Linked DNA regions of Callithrix jacchus: region 2 is linked to region 1. The links are chromatin contacts, called in public Hi-C maps. All regions are on one chromosome and are shown on one strand. The core of a region is the stretch at or near the end of the contact, and the rest is flanking DNA. Distances in the headings are between cores, read along the strand shown.

The links. A called contact is a pair of places that touch in the nucleus more often than the background predicts.
Region 2: a Hi-C map of skeletal muscle shows a contact between it and region 1, with 17 times the contacts expected there. The contact joins the promoter of CCDC80 here to the promoter of CD200R1 in region 1. A contact is called at or near these places in 2 of 3 Hi-C or Micro-C datasets (both in skeletal muscle).

The regions. Positions count from the first base shown.
Region 1 is chr15:104,212,518-104,215,217 of calJac240_pri, reverse strand. CD200R1 (CD200 receptor 1) reads right to left here and starts at 1,421. Exons shown (of 7, transcript XM_078352385.1): 1 at 1,297-1,421. The coding sequence starts at 1,387.
Region 2 is chr15:104,489,959-104,492,658 of calJac240_pri, reverse strand. It overlaps CCDC80 (coiled-coil domain containing 80), which reads right to left and starts at 1,384. Exons shown (of 9, transcript XM_078352376.1): 1 at 1,269-1,384; 2 at 927-1,182; 3 at 1-281. The coding sequence starts at 258.

The DNA.
Region 1 (2,700 bases), core at 172-2,671:
AAGTCCAAGAAATCTCACTCCAAAGTCTACTTAAATTACGAGGCTAATTAGTCTCTCTTTTACTACCTACGTTTCTGAAGATGGTAACTGTTTTGTCTCCAATACATCTCCCACATTTCTAACCCCTACTGAATCTATCTATTCATTCACACTTTCTTCTAATTAGACCCCCATACCACCTCATAATTGGTCTGTTTTCTTTAATAAGCAAACCCTGTGCTGTTTCTAATCATCTGTTTGCATTAAGATTGCTCTCTGCTGCCATCTGGAGATAATTTGGTGAAACCAATGCTAAGATTTTTGCAAGTCCAAAAATAACTACACATTAAGATTTTGATCGCAAAGTATGCTAACATGCCTAAACATTAGACATTTAATTTAAGTCATTTGGAAACTGCTGAAACATAACAAATGACCACCCGTTGGATAGTAAAGATGTCATACCTTGAAGAAATGTTGTTGAAAAGAAAAATTAATCTTTTGAGTTGCCAGAATGGTTTAATAAACACAGTGCTGCCAGGCATGCTCTTTCATGCCTGTAATCCCAACACTTTGGGAAGCTGAGGCAGGAGGATCACTTGAGCCCAGGAGTTTCAGATGAGCCTGGGCAACATAGCGAGAGCCCATCTCTATAAAATAAAATTTAAGAATTGTTTTCAAAGCGGTAGTGTAAAGAAATGGATAGATGGATGGATGGATGGATGGATGGATGGATGGATGGATGGATGTCAGATTCCCTACCTGATTGCATGAAAATTTGAGAAGATTGCCATCATTGGGTACTGCGGAATGCAAACTCTAAGATGGAGTTTAATGTGAAAGAATGTTATTATTTTAAGGAGTAACCTCAGATCATCACTTGGGGATAAGAAGGAACAGAAACTGATGTGAATAGGGGAAATCAAACTGTTAGGTAGGGCCACATCAGACTCAGCTAACCGTATGGGAAGCCCCAGAGCTAAAACTGCCACTTAGAGTTGTCGTCTCTTGGCCTGAAATGGCCAACACTTCCGCATCTATCCTTGGGTAAGGCAATCCGTGAAGAGGCCAACCCCTGAACTGTGGAAAACACTATCAACAATGGAGCTACAAAGTCCTTCACTGAAGGGGTTGACGGTACCCCACAGTGTCTGCCAACTGAATAAATGTTAGAAAATAATCTACTAGGGATTCTAGTCTCACACACAATGATATTCCACTCAGCCAACTGTATTTTACTCCCAAGAAACCAAATTAATGGAAAATCTCGCCAAAAAATATAATTTTGAAGGAGCTCTGCATTAAGATATTTCCTACCTGAGGCAGTCAGGTAATTTTCATCTGTAAGTGTCAACTGAGGAGTCCAGAAGATATGGAAATAAATTGTTAAAAGGAAAAGCCCAGTCATGCACCTTGGCTAAAAACTAACATCAAGGCAAAGCATGCTGAAGAGAAACAAGTGTCATCTGATCCCCAGAACACCCTGATACTAAGGTCAGGAAGAGCAGAACATTTTAAAAGGAAATATTTCAGACTGAGCCAAGTGGGTTTACCTTAAATGTCTCAGACAGTATTCATTAATAAGTAAATTAGTTCTATATAACTTTCTAACAAAAGAATATGAAACATGAAAATCATATCAGTCAGAGAAGCTTGTATTTGCCTGAAATTTTATTCAAATTTTATTGGGCTTTTCTCAAAGAAATGATGAATGTTCTGTTGACCCATCATGGTTTTATTCTATCAGTAGCTTGACAATTTTGTCCCCAAATTACATATTGGACCACATTGTCTGTCTTTTATAAGATAATGTAATGTTTTCAGTGAATAACTGAAAAATAGTTTAAATTGGCTAAACTCTAAATAGCTAAATTTGCAGTTTAAGAGTGTCAGAATTTTTTATCTGGTTTTGGGAGTAGCTGTTACTGAGGTGGCCCCTAAGTTGAACTTCCTGGGTTCAAACTTCAGTTCGGCCTCTTAGTTTTTGTTTACTCTATTTTTTGTTTTCTGTTCTCAGATGCTATTTGATTCGTTTTTCAAATCTGCTACCATTTTAATAATTTTAGTTTTCCACCAAAACTTCTAGTCTTTTATCTCCTGGAATATAAAAATAATATTTTAAAGCCTCTGTCTGATCATTCCAATATTTGAAGTAGCTGTGGGTAATTGTCTATTGGTTCTTTCTGTGAAATGTCATCTCCTCATGTGCCAGGCATTGTGATTTCTTTCTCAAATTGCAGAAAAATTGGAAATGATTTGAGGCCCTGCAAAATTTTGTCTCCCTCCATAGAGGAATTTCATTTACTTCTGCCAGGACTCCATAAACATAGCAATCAGGAATCACCTTAATTCAGTTCTAAGGACTAGAATTCTCTGTGCAATCAGATGACTCAAGTGTAGGTTGCAATCTATGTGCTGTGGTTTCAATGTGTCCTTTATATGTCATGTTGGAAACTAATCCCCCAATTCCTATGCTGACTGGAGGTGCAGCATTTGGAAGGTAAGCAGGATTAGGAAAGGTCATCAAGTCGGGACCCCAATGATGGGACTGCTGGCTTTATAAGAAGAGGAAAAGGGACCTGAGCTGACACACACACTCTTGCTGGTTAGCCACGTGATACCCTTCGCCATGTTATGATGTAGCAAGAAGGCCTTTACCAGATGCCAGCCCCTCAAACTCAGACTCTCCAGCCTCCAGAACTGTAGGAGATCAATTTCTTT
Region 2 (2,700 bases), core at 135-2,634, 280 kb before region 1:
AGCTAGTCTCAACACTGGAACACTCCTCCTTCTCTGGAGAGGCTGAAGGTTTGGTTCTTCCATAGTGGATCTCTCGATTCCACGAGACCTCCCAGTGTGCCTCAGAAACCGAGCTGGCCTACTGCTGTCCCGGGAAACCAAAGGCACTTTCCGCCCTCCATGGCTGTTTCTAATCGTGGCATGGGGGTGGGGTTCTGAGACGCACACTAGCCACAGAGCCAACAGCATGGTGAAATGGGGTCCCATTCTCCATGTCATTGTGTGATCCACTTTGCGATGCTCTGAGGTCATAAGACAAAGGGGAAGGGGAAATAAAGACAGAAAATCATTTAACTGGAAACAGAAAATCATTTAACTGGTGGTTTTCTTTTTCTCCATCCCAGCCAAGGGGAGGGGGAAAGGGTGGTTAGAGAAGAAGGAGGGAGGTCAGGAGATGGAAAATGGGATGAGATCCTGTTACTTTCAAGCCCCTATAATTTGTCAGTGTTTAGCAGAGACAGTTACATTAAGCAAGAAATCCAATTCAGTTCCCCAGGCAGCAGGCTTGCACTGTTTCAACTAAATGCTGTGGATGTTCCAAATAAAATGCAAACTAGCATATTAATTGTGACAACATTCACATTTCATCTCTTCGAATAAGCAACAAAGAAACAAGTAAACAGACCAAAGGCAGAAAGGATTACACACTTACATGGTGGCTCATAGAGATGGAATGCAGAGAGTTGCAAAAGAAATCAGAAGTTTGGTTCCCAGGAGTTTCCTAGATGAACTACTTTTCCTCCCAGCCCTCTCTCTCTTTTCCGAGGGTGAGCAATACAAAAGGGGTGTGCTGCAGCTCCAGCTTTCAGAGCACCGCCACAGATCCACAGCCTGCCCTGATCTGAGAGCTGAGCCGATTCCTTTTCTTTCTGGCTGTGTCTTTTTACCTTCTGGACAAGTAGGATGAGGTGAAAGGAGCTGTCCTTCTAAGTCTTTGTATCTCCATTTGTCTGCAGTTTCTCCTTGGTCTCGTGTGTCTGTGTGTGCCAGTCCCTTGTGCCGACACAGGACGCCCCTTAAAGTCCAGTCCTGGCGATTTCTGAGTCTCACTCTTTCCCTCTTCTTATCTCCCTTTCCCCCACAGTCTGGCTTAGGCTCTTTGTTTCCGGGCGTAAAAGCACTGGGATTAATATGTTTTCCAGGCTGAGGGAAAACACAGGAATGTGATGTTGAAAAAGGACTTTTTTTTTCTTTTCCTATGCTTCTCTCCTCCCTTTATTTCTCCCTACCTTTTTCCTCCTCTTTTTCTTCTGCTTTTTCTTCTTTCTCTTCCTGGATTCAGCCCCAGAAATGTTAGGACTACATCAGTTTTGCTCCAAACCAAACTCAAACAACAGCAGCCACTGGAAATCAAGGAAACTTCACTAAGAATTTAACAGATCAGCAAAACACCGCCTCCTTCCCATTTCAGCACGTTCAGAGTGGACTCAGTGAGGAGGGAGTGGGGCTGTTCTTTGGGGTGGGGGAACATTTTGAAACTCCACACATCATCATAAATCACTTTAGAATAAGATGACTGGGGACTTAACCCCTTCCAAACCAAGTCATTGAGGTACCCTCTCTTCCAGTCTGTTCTTACACTGCACTTTGGAAGGAGGAAATTCTCAGATTTCTGCATCAGGCCGCAGGCTTTTTTTAGAGACAGATACTTATTTCGGTCAGGGTGCTTGGCTGTGCAGACACAGACAGTATATATGTATTTATAGTCCCATGTGTGTATTTGTATATCTTTCTCCCTGCTTTGTGCTTTTAGTTGGAGGTTGGAAAAGCCCATGGAAAACATGACTAGCTTGTTTTTATTTTATGCTAATTGGGGATCATATTACTGTATTCTTGGTCCTAGTTTCTCTTTGGCATGTAAAGAAGCTGGTAAAAGATTGGAAATGCAGGCAATGGCTGCAAGTGGAGATTGCAGTTGACTGTTACATCAGGGAATGGGCATTATCATCTCTAGCTTCAAAGCTCTGGCTGCAGATGGTAGACTAAGGGCCTCCTTGGAGGTCTCGAGTCATTGATTGTGTGTGTGTGTGTGTGTATGTGTGTGTGTGTGCACATGTGCACACATAAGCACACATGTGTGTGTGTGTGTGTGTAGTGCAGTACTTTCCTCTGCAGAGGCTTTAGATGTCTGAAGGACTTTAGGTAATCCATAGACATAGCCTTACCAGGTTCCTAAAGAGAGAGTGAGGCAACTTTGGGCTTCCACCTCCTGGGTCTCCCATGAGGATTCAGTGAAGAAGGAAGGGGCCTCAGGTTACGTGGATATTTCTTCTGACCATGCTGGGCGGCTGACTTTCCAAGTCACTATTAACTGCCACCAACAGTGGCAAGCCAGGATCCTCAGAAACCTCCTTGCAAGCTCAGTCATGCAAATAGCATCCCTCACTGGATCAGACTTCACCCCTAGTTGTTACGCCCTGATCAGTCCCATCTTGCCCTGGTCACATTTGGCTTTTTTCACAGAAGCTACAAGCATGGGACTGAGAAAGTCCTTTATAGAGGTTAACTGTAGAGCTGCCAGCCTACACCTTGAAGTCCAAGGGGTACCAGGAAGGATGGCCGGCCCTGCTGAGGCATTCCCTCAGAACCTTGTGAAGACATTAACAAAAGAGGGCTTCGGGCAGAGACCCTCAGTCCACTGGAGTCATAGATTGCAGGCTT